Linked DNA regions of Gossypium hirsutum: all the other regions are linked to region 3. A link is a contact called in public Hi-C data. All regions are on one chromosome and are shown on one strand. The core of a region is the stretch at or near the end of the contact, and the rest is flanking DNA. Distances in the headings are between cores, read along the strand shown.

Region 1 (3,676 bases), core at 111-2,610, 350 kb before region 3:
TTTAAAAATAAATCCACTTATATTCATTTTTAGATGATGTGTCACTGCATCAAATATAAATCCATTATGTCTTGTTTAATTTAATTTATTTATATTGCGTAATCCTATCATGTCTATCACTATAATCGTTACTCCCTTACCACAGACAACCAATGAAATCAACTATCCTAACACATAAAAACTTCCAAGCAGAAAGAAACAATTGAAATATCAAATCCAAGCTCTTTTTGTTTTTGTTTTTGTTTGGGGTAATCAAGCTCAAAATGACAATCTAAAACCAACAAAAAAGAATTTTCTAATTTTTAAGCATGCTAATAAACAAGACTAATGATTTTAATTATATTATTACAAGAAACAAAAACGTCGTCGTCGTAACCGAATGGATATCTTATCATCAGTATCACCCATTCGTAAATTTGATAAATTGATTTGGAAAAAGAAAAGGTCAGCTGTTCTTCTTTTTTTTTTCGAAACATACGGTAATTCCCAGTCAATTTATCACTCAATTACTCAAAAACCTTTTATAGTATAATATGAAAAAGAGGAAATACTATTGCTAAAATTTAAAAAGGTAATAAACTGTAACTGTAACAAAAAAAAAAAACTCGTTAAAAAATAAACAGTATTATTCACCTGATTCTTCCTCTTCACCTTGTTCTCTCAGTCTTGCTTATGAAGCTTTGATAAGTTTCTACAGAAGCAAATAGATATTTTTTTAGTTCAAATCTAAAGAGAATGAATTTAACATTAATAATCGAATCTAAGATGATGTAAGCAAAAAGTTCAAAAAGTAGAAAAATCTGGAAGATTTTTGAAAAAGGCAAAAAGAAAAAAGTGAGGAAGAAGAAGAACTTCATTTACTTGAATTCAAATTCATGATCTCAAATCATTTTCAATTCTATTTCTTAAAAAAATCAAAACCACGTGGATTTTTGGGAATCTATATACACTAATACAAGAAAATTTTCAACGAGGAAAAGAGAATCCTAAGTTAGATTTATGTTTAAGAAAACGAATGGATGAAAGCTTAATTTATTTTACAAAAATCATGAAAAAAAACACAGATAACTAAAATTGAACTACTAAAGATCAAAGATTTCGATAAAAACTAGAGTTTATGTAATCGAAACAGAAACTACAGTGGTGAAAAATCATTTGATAATCAAAGATTACCTCTGAAGCAGAGCTATAAGGCTTGATTACGAAGAAGAACCAGAAAAAAATCTGAGAAAAGAGAGGCTGTGGGTTGTTTTTTTTTTTTTCCCTCTGAATTGAGAAAAAAAATTAGCAGTGAAAAGGAATAAATGGAGAAAATGAATTTGTTTGTATTAGATTTAGAGAGTGCACTTTCCTGAGCCAGTTTGTAGCTTTAGATTGAATCTTTGGAAATTCTTTTAATAATAATTAATTAACTTACCCTTCCATTTATTATTTATTGCAGTTATACCCTTCTATTCCCTTCAATTTCTCGTCAGAAGAAAACGCGAGATGATTTGATTCCTTTTAATCGGAAAGAAATAATTAAAATTTTCCCGTGCTTTTTGGTGTTTTCAATTTTCGCATTTATTTGAATGTCGTTGACTGATAGTTACCGCAAAAATAAGGATTTTATTAATTATATTACTTATAGTAATAATTTCTTTTGACCCAGAAGCATTTATCATAATTAATACCATAATTTATAATTTTATTAACTATTTTTAAAGAAAATTCACCAATAAAATAAGATGAATATAGAATATAATAAAAAAATTAAAAATTGAATATATAAAAAATATATTCCAATTTTGATGGCCGCAGACCATGGATAAAATAATTACCATATTTTTAATACATTATTTAAATTACATTAGTGTTTTTTCTTTTTGGTGAATAAAATAAGAAATTTTACAATAAGTTAAAAAGGAAAAGTTACCTATAACTGTTAACTATTCTTCTTGTCAAACACCACCCTAAAAATATTCAATTGACCAAATATAAAAATCGATGAATAAGAATAAAACTAGATAAGAATGTAAGAATTTTCTTCTTTTTTTTTTACAAAAATTAATGAATAAAGTAAATAGACTTATTAGATGGAAACAATGTACTGGTGACAGTTCAGACAGTGTTACTTTCCTCTAAAAAAGAATGAATTTAAACATTTGAAAAGAAGAAGAAAAAATCTTAAATTTTAAAAAGTTCATATCTTTGTCTTGATTCTAACAGTCAACTTTGAGACCAATTCCTTGAGATAATCACAGTTGGTACGATGATAATCAATCAACAAACAAAGCTGCCTTATGGCTTCCCTCTTTTCTTCTTCTCGACTCAACAATGTCGCATCTTTTTCTTTATTAATCTTCTCCAATTCTCCCACTTTTTTCTCAAGCACACTCACAGCTTTCAATAGCTTCAACTTTTGTCCTTCTTCTGAATTCGATACCTTGTCATTTTCCCTTTTCTTTTCTGCATTATCTATCAGCTTCGTCAACTCAGTTTCACAAGTAACAAGCTTTTGTTTCAGTTCTTTGTTTTCTTGCTCTAAACTTTCTTTTATGTTCTTGTAATTCTCTTTGTTTTCGTAATGTGTTTTTTCAGCAACCGCGATCCTTAAGCACAGAAGACGGATGTTATCATTGAGTTTCTGGTAGAATTCTTGTGCTAAATTCCCCATCTTTCTTTCTATGTAATTTAACTTGTTTCCTGCAGATAATTGTTTGATAAGCTTTGGGTTACGTTCCATGGTTTTCCTAGTATGTTCTTCTATTTCTTTCATCATTCTCTGTTGGTCTGCAATCTGTAACTCCACTTGGTTTTTCTCCGTCACATGATCCAACTTAACCTCTGTACTCATCTGAGTTGTTTGTTTTTCCCTTTTAGTTTGGCAGTCCTCAAGTCTCCTCTCTCTAAATAGTGCTTCCAGTCCTAGAATTCTTGAATTCAGGTGAGCATTTTCCTCTTTCAATCGATTGATTTCATGAACATTACTCCTCAATTCATCTTTGGATGTAATTTTCTGTTTGCGTAGAGCATCAACCTCCGATTCCAAGTCGATCACCTGCACCTGTAAGCCTTGGTTTTCCTCTTTCAGAGTTTTCACTTGAACCTCTAATTCCGGCTTCATTACATTTCCTCTGGCTTCACATTGTTGGGCACGTAAATAGTCCACTTCCTTTTTCAGATTGCAGACCTGTGCCATTGAATTGTTGATTCTAGATGTTAGGTTCTTTTCATTTTCTTTGAGTTGCTTCATGAGTTTAGTTACTTCATCTCCTTCCTCCCAAACCGGCACATACATTGCGGTATTTGTCTCTCCTTGCTGTTTAGTTTCAGCTGTCTTACCATCAATCCCAACTTCAGAATCTCTTTTAGGCTCATCTTTGTTGATGGTTTCTATTTCTTCTGTTTTACTTGAAGCAGACAGATGACCTGAAGCTAAAGCTTCGCTCTCTTCGGTCTTAGAGGCCAATTGGTGCTTCAAGTCAGCATCTTCTTCATATGCACGATTAAGTTCTTCCTTGATGTTATCTGCCATCCATCTATGGAATCTTCTATCATTATCAAATGTTGTGTCAGTGTCATTTTCTCTATCCGTAGGGGAGTAATATTCTGAGTCTGAGCCAGATGAATAATAGGGATGACTTTCGTTTCCTTTTCCTTTTCCTTTGAGAACTTTCTCTACGGACTCTCGTTT
Region 2 (3,841 bases), core at 1,285-3,784, 470 kb before region 3:
TCAAGCCATTAGATGAAACATAGAAAGCATATGCAAAAGAAACAAAAGAATACGGTTGGACTATGGAACTGGTATACATTCCAGCCGTGGCATATCAAGCTTGTTGAAGTTATCCACAAATTTAGCAACAAATATGCCACTAGCTAATTTATTTATGTAGGCCATCAACAATCTTGGTCGTGTGTGATGGTTAATTTCATTTAAAACTCCTTAATGAGTATACAAGCAAGGCATGTTCTTGCAAGGACCTCAAATGAAGGGCACTTGCAGGTGCAGCATCATTCGTCTTTGAAAGAAAGGTAAAGATAACTAAACAGCATTCAAAGAACAAGATGTGCCAAGATAATGGCTAAGGTTTATTAATTTTATGTCTACCCCATTTAGATGGCACTGGTGTTGATTGCATACCGAGTAATCAAGAGTTGATTCAAACCATTAAGTTAAAAGGGGAAAAAGACCTGACATCTAATGAGCCATAATTTGTGATTCTACCTGATGCTCACATAGAGTTGGCAATCATTTACAAATACCTTTCCGTCTTGTTTCTCTTGGATTTGAACATCTGTCTTCTCCAACCGAACAAAAGCAGGGGCAGATATTTTAATGGCTAAAGCCCCCTTTCCCTTGTTCTGAATCAGAAGTGATAGATCTGGAGATTCTGTAACATTTGCAAACAAAAGTTAAAAAAGGCCGAATTTTACAATGCAGAATAATTAAGCGCGGAAGAGAGAAACAAATTTTGTCTAAACTCTATACCATACTTTTTTACAATGTTAAAAACTTCCATCGATGTCTACAATGTAGAATGTTAAATCTCACAAGTCACAACAAAAGAAATAAGATATTTGCAATCACATTACCAGAAAAATAAAAAGAGTCAAAATCATAGCCTAGTTAGATGACACTTACCATTTCCTGGGACTCGCAAACACGCAGCAAACCGTTTATTCTTGTCCATACACATATTAGAAGGATCACATTCTTCACCCCGAAAACCATCTTTCCATGTTGGTGGTGGTGGTGGCATAACCAAGTTCTGGGTCTTGTCTTTCTCGGACTTAACTTCCTTATGATTTTCACTATCATCTGGTTTTCCCTTTTCTTCACCATCCGTCTTTTCTTTGGCTTCAATATTTGACTTTTCCTGACCCTTTTGCACATTGTTACCTTCTATCTCACCATCTGTATTCCCTTTGTTATCATGTTTTGATTCTTCCAAACCCTTTTGCACGTTATCAACTTCTTTCGCACCATTCGTCTCTCCTCTGGTTTTAAGATTTGATTCTTTCTGACCTTTTTGCTCATTATCACCTTCTTTCGCACCATCCATCACTCCTTTGGATTCCTGACCCTCCTTATCGCCTTTTCCACCATCTGCCTTTCCCCTGGCTTCAAACTGCGATTCTTCCTTACCCTTTTGCTCGTTATCACCTTTTGTACTGTCCACTTTTCCTCCGGCTTCAAACCGCGATTCGTCCTTACCCTTGTGCTCATTATCACCTTTTCCACCATCTGCCTTTCCTCCGGCATCAAAATGTGATTCTTGCTTAGCCTTTTGCACATTATCACCTTCTCCACTATCGGTCTTTCCTCCGGCTTCAACATGTGACTCTTCCCGACCCTTGTGCTCAATATCACCTCGTTGTTCATTGTCTGAATTTCCTTCTGCTTCACTACTTGAATCTTTCCCATCCTTCACCAAATTCTCACCTCCATTTGAACCTGATTGCAGTTTCAAATTACTCTTACTTGTATCACTCCCAATATCTCCTTTTGATCCATTAGTTTGATCTCCTCCATTACCTTTCAAGTTTTTAATTCCAATTGAATCTGAAACAGATTTAGATTCACCATTTTCCTTCAACAGTTCCACTGTGCCATCTAATTTCTGATTTAAACCAGTCTGTTCGTTCCCCTAAAAAGGAAAAATCAATGAGAAATTTTATTTGATCCCATGAATGAAATTAAAAAATTTAATCAACTTTCTCCATTAAAAAAAAAACACTCACCTTTGGATCAGAACCTGAGCAATCGACAGCAACTAGCAGTAGAAAAAATCCCATCAAAAGAACATAATTTCTTTCCATATTTAACATAAACCCAATTTTTTTGCTACAATAAGAACCTATTCATCACAGAATTTAATCAAAAGCAACCTCAAAACAGTCTAAATATATATGAAGAAGAAGAAGAAGTTGAAGGTTTCTAACCTTAAAAAGTAGACCTTTTTTTGTACACTAATTTGGACAGCTTCCACATTCACCACTTCCAAACTTGAAATACTTCATTTCTCATCAAAATTTTAGAGAAAAAAGAAGATCAGACATACAAGGGTAGATTTAAAAAAAAAAAGTGTTGGAATAGGAACAGGGGTTAACTGGGGGAGAAAAAAAACAAGGAGACTTTGAACCGAGAAAGGAAACGGTGGCGTTTAGGAGTTATATATAAGCGGAACAGAGTTCCAAGGATATAGGTTGCATAATTGACATTGGCTTTGGATCGCATCGCAAATCTTCTTTTCCTGTTTCTGAAGCAACGTTAATTATTATTATTAACTTTTTTAATTTACGATTTTTTAAATCATTTTATGACACTTGCAACATTAGTTATGTATCAATATAAGTGCGATATTCAAGTTTAGGTATTAATTATGTTTAAAATAAATTTAGATATCTGTTTTTTTACATATATAATATAAAAAAAAGTTTCAAAATGGTATACCAGCTGAACTATTTACGAAAATGGTGTATCAGGGATGGTGGAGGGTGGCGCATAGGTGGCACCACCTTTATTTTTAGACTTTTCTGACTGACAGTGAAAAAAACACTTTTTTAATAGGTGAAACCTTTTGAATACGCAACCCGAGTACAAATACAAAACAAATATAAAATGAAATTAAAAAAAAGGAAAATCGAAAAAATAGGGTGAAGGGTGAGTGTCAGGCGGCACTGGTGAAGCCCTCTTAACAGGCGACATCATGTTAGCCCTAACTCCCTCGACTATTGCGTCGTGATGGGATGAGACCCATAAGGGTCTTGTGAAATCGAGTTTGGGGGACCTTATAACCATGGTCCCTTAAAGTGAAAAAAAGAAAAAAGAAAAATGTTATGGTTTAGCTAACGGTCATATCTTTGTTTATATTTCTATTAAGACTGTTAAAAATAATTAGTTAAACGCTGCAATTTCTTTTGAGTGGATTAGTGATACGATGAGTTTTTTGTCTAGTAAAAAACGGGTGCGTTTAGTCTATTGCAGTATAGCGGTTATTGCTGTCATTATATTGCTTGTAACCGAAAGGGAAAGACATGAAAAATTGAATTCTGTTTTCAGCTTCTTTTTTCTCTTTCTGTTTTTTCTCTGGATTTCCTCTCTTCTTTCTTTTTTATCTCTATCTCAAATCATTCTTCAACAAAGGTATCAAAGCTATCGATCCTCATGACTGGTGACGGAGTAACCATGCAAATGTAGAAGGAACTCGGACAGATCCAAGGTGAACTTTCTCACATGCAGTCAGAGTTTTCTCAGTTGAATACATGAATTGATGTTCGGTTGAAAGATCTACAAGAAGGAATCAAGTCGGAGGTACGTAAATGAATCAAGTCGGAGGTACGTACAAAACTTCGTTCTGAGCTTCACTCTTTATTTGAGCAATATTTTGGTCATGGACCTCTAATGGCAGTGGACGGTGCGGTGAATAGTAAAGGTAAAGGGATTTTGGGGTCACCACCTAGTTTCCCATCTTAAGAACACATAATAGTATCTCCGATGGCAGATCTAGGCCATTCAAGCATGTCTTCATGTGGAGTGATGGTGGAAGCTAATCGTTTCACTTTTAGGATGG
Region 3 (3,827 bases), core at 203-2,702:
CAATAAAGATAATGTTAAGCATCCAACCTAAAACCAATTGGTAATAAGTGGAGTGGCACAACTTAAATATGACCAATACTTAATAAATGTGGGATAACATCACCTAACACTCCCCCTCACGTGTAGCTCAACTGGGCCTACAAATAGACAACCTGAATACTAATGTTATGCATCCAAACTGAAACCAAAAGTAATAAGTGGAAGGACCAAACTTGTAAATGAGACCACAGGAAATCCAGTAATTAACAGATATAGGATAACAACACTTGATAGCTAAAAATACAAATTATAGAGCCAAGGCAAGAAAGAATGTAAACTAGTTTGGTTCAGGAATACAATCAACTACCTTTGGTGGTTTAAATGGATAGTCCGGAGGGAAATGAATGGTGACTAGAAACACTCCACCAGCATAAGGACTGTCAGGAGGACCCATAATAGTTGCTTGCCAATGAAACATGTCTTCAGCAACAGGGCCTAATTCAATAGTAAAAATAAGCAAAAGGACAATAGTTAGATGAACAATCACCAAGTAATCTTATGATAATATTTTCCCAAATAAAAATTGAACGAACCACTCATCCTTTCTCTTATTTGCCTTAAGAAATTTAAGCACATATAACAGAAATGACGAGTTCATATACTCAATACATGCAATTATGCAAATCGTTTCCTTACAAACTTCACCTATACATGAACAATTTCGTATGACCGAATAACACCTTAACAAACAGACATGAACAATAATTAACTAATAATTAGACATGAAAATTTTAAAAAAATAAAAAAGAAATATATTGTGGTTAGAAAAAAATGGAATCATCATGGTCAAAATGAAAAGACTAATAATTAAGTATAGAAAATAGATTCGTTATATATAGGTCAAATTGAATTATGCAGCAATAGTAATTATCATGTCATAATTTTCTTTTTCAAAAGCAGATATCTAAAAAATTTCTAATCATTTTTTCAAAAAAAAAAAAGAGTTTCAACGAACAAATCTTTAAAAATTCAGAAATGAACAAATCGAAACACGAAATAGAAAAAAAAATTTTGAACCTGCGCTGCAAGAGGTAGGAGGATCTTTCTGGAGATCCTTGAGCTCCTTCAAGATCCGCTTTGAAGCCATCACCTAAACCCTAAAACAAACAAAATCTTTAAAAAAATAGAACTTTTCAAGCTAGATCGCTTTTTGTGTCTAGCAAAGAAAATTTTAAATTGAAGAGAAACCAAAAAAATGAAACGAAATAAAGAGGAAACTGGAGAGAAAAAAGAACAAGTACCTGAGAGATCCTCCTGTCCTAGGCTATTGTCTGTTTGGGGTTTTTTTTTTTTTTTAGTTGCTGAAAATAGCGGAAGAAATGTAAAGAGGCAAAAATAAAGCTTTAAAAATAGATCTCCCAGAACATCATTTTTTAATAATAAAAATTATAATTATTATGTAGAAAAAGGCAAAAATTGGGATGTTTTGTGCTCTCATTGGCTATCTTTGTAGACCCCACACGATTATAAGAGAATTTTATTTTGTATTTCTTTTGACACGGATACCTTCTCTTTAGAGATGGCATTGGCAACCGCGTGTGGCGCGTGAAGGTAATTTGCAGGAGTGTGCAAAAATAAATCGTTGATTTTGGTTTTGAAAAAAAATATTTTTTTATTTTTATTTTTATATTTTATAAACTCAAACTCAATTCAAAAACTAATCGTAATCGGGGTAAATTACATTTATTGTCACTAAATTATTAATAAATTTATGTTTTCGTCACTCAATTATAAAAGCTTACAAAATGATCACTAAATTATTCGAAAGTTTTTATTTAATTCAACGAGTTGTTAAAATTGATGTTATATGACTTTTTTATCCGCATCGCCTCCACCAATCAAACGATTTGCTTTCCCTTCTCTTTTACAATTCATTTTGTTTTCAAGAAACAGCTTTAAACGTTGTGAATATGCAAACCAAAATTCAAACAATTTTTTTTTCTGATATCATACATTGATCTTTAGATTGACTTAGATTTAAGGTATATTTTTCTACTCTTAATGGATATTGAGCTACTGTACCAACCATCTAATTGTTGCTTGAAACTCGTTAGTCAGGCTTTAAAAAAAAAACAACCCAGTATTTTAAATAGAAACTTTAAAATAATTTAATCTCATTTCATAATTTTTTTTAAGTTTAATCACGTAATTCACCCTTAAAATTTATACCTAATTGGGCCAATATCCAAAAATTAAATCCAATTGATATTTAAACTCAATTAATAAATTAAACCCAAAAATACTACACCCGAACCCGATCCTTCACTTGCACTACGCGGTTCATTTCAGCATTTGACGCTTTTTTTTTTTCTCATTGAAGCAAAACTCACTTCACTATTTGATAAATAAAAAAATTGTTAATGAAAATAATTTTGTTGCAATGTTGTGTTGGATTATGAAACTTGTGTTATATCGTGTTGTGTTAAATTATTTAGTTTGTCATGTAATAGTTTGTATAATTTCTTTTAAATGTAGATTGTGGATAGAGTTTATCTAAAATAAGTTCTTTTGTTTTTTTTTGTTGGTTTTAGAGGTAAGTTAATTTTGTTTTAAAAGTAAATTGGATTTTAAAATTTTTTGGGTCGCCCCTAATTTTGTTTGGGGTAAATTACGCTGATAATCACTCTAAAATAGGGTTAGCTTTAGTATGATCATTTTAAAAAAAATTCTTAATTTAGTCACCCTGAATAAAATAATTGTGTAAATTAACCACTATCATTAAAATAATTATACGGATTTGTTGGGTGATATTTTGAAATAAAAAATATTTACTTTGTAGCAATATAACTAAAAAATGGTGTTGTGATAAAATTGAATTTAACAAAATAATTTTAACAGTGTTAACGGTTAGATCTGAAATTTAAAATCTAAAACGTAGAGAGAATAATTTTCTAAAATAATAATATATGAACTAAATTTTAAATTTGTAAAGAGTACAGTGATTTTATTGCATATTTTTAACCAGAATTTAATATTAAAGCAAATTAAATTTTTTTAAAAAAACAAAAAAACTTATTTTTTTTAATGAAAATGATTTGTAAAATTTAAAAGTTAATAAGATATTTTAAATTTTAAATTTGATTACTGAATTGATTCTCTTTCAAATTCGTTGTTCTTTGTTTTCAAATTTTAAAAATAAAATAAAAATATATTCTAAACCTTTATGAAGAAATTAAAAATGAAAAGTTAAATTGTACGTACAAAGATTGGTTCCCGTAATTGTCTGTTTGCCACTTGAGTTTTTTGGGGAAGAAATCATTTTTCTGACATGAGATTGCATGGGGAGCATTAGTTGTATTTTCTTAAAATATTGTAATTCCATATGTTTCACACATATTTTAAATACCAAAAAACAAAAAGGAAATTATAATTTGAAGATGCTATCATCAAATCTTTCATAATAACATATAGAAATTCACCAATGCATTTAAAAACAACGTCTCAACAGAATTTGTTCAAAGAAAAAAAGGCTAAATGATTTCTTTTCTTTTCAAATACAGCAGTCAACTAAGGTGAAATAATGAATGGATGATAATATTATGTAAGGTTCATTCATTGTGAGACGTGGCATTCTTTCCCCATCGTTGTTGCCGGTGGTGTTGAACTTTCGGATCTGTTTCCCGAAGATTGTCGATTCTCGGACTCAATCGCTCGGACATTTTCTATCATTTTAACTAAGTCTGCCATTTTCGGTCTTTGATCCGGCATCCTCACAACGCATGTCATTGCTATTTGTAACATCTCCACCATCTCCTCCTCTATGTTTGGATATCTCATCAGTTCAATAT

The links. Hi-C and Micro-C count contacts between places; a contact is called where the count stands out from the background.
Region 1: a Hi-C map of leaf shows a contact between it and region 3, with 2.6 times the contacts expected there. The contact joins the promoter of LOC107950750 here to the promoter of LOC107950744 in region 3. A contact is called at or near these places in 12 of 34 Hi-C or Micro-C datasets (anther, callus, hypocotyl and 2 more).
Region 2: a contact with region 3 is called in a Hi-C map of leaf, with 2.0 times the contacts expected there. The contact joins the promoter of LOC107950755 here to the promoter of LOC107950744 in region 3. A contact is called at or near these places in 2 of 34 Hi-C or Micro-C datasets (both in leaf).

Annotation. Positions count from the first base shown.
Region 1 is chrD03:33,524,882-33,528,557 of Gossypium_hirsutum_v2.1, reverse strand. It overlaps LOC107950750 (COP1-interactive protein 1), which reads right to left and starts at 1,360. Exons shown (of 4, transcript XM_016885702.2): 1 at 1,174-1,360; 2 at 634-691. LOC107950749 (COP1-interactive protein 1) reads right to left here. Exons shown (of 3, transcript XM_016885701.2): 3 at 2,016-3,676. The coding sequence ends at 2,183.
Region 2 is chrD03:33,643,100-33,646,940 of Gossypium_hirsutum_v2.1, reverse strand. LOC107950755 (circumsporozoite protein) reads right to left here and starts at 2,534. Exons shown (of 5, transcript XM_016885706.2): 1 at 2,211-2,534; 2 at 2,010-2,125; 3 at 910-1,915; 4 at 531-658. The coding sequence starts at 2,096.
Region 3 is chrD03:33,176,323-33,180,149 of Gossypium_hirsutum_v2.1, reverse strand. LOC107950744 (ubiquitin-conjugating enzyme E2-17 kDa) reads right to left here and starts at 1,452. Exons shown (of 5, transcript XM_016885696.2): 1 at 1,281-1,452; 2 at 1,057-1,136; 3 at 347-474. The coding sequence starts at 1,126. LOC107950743 (probable inactive receptor kinase At4g23740) reads right to left here. Exons shown (of 3, transcript XM_016885695.2): 3 at 3,446-3,827. The coding sequence ends at 3,592.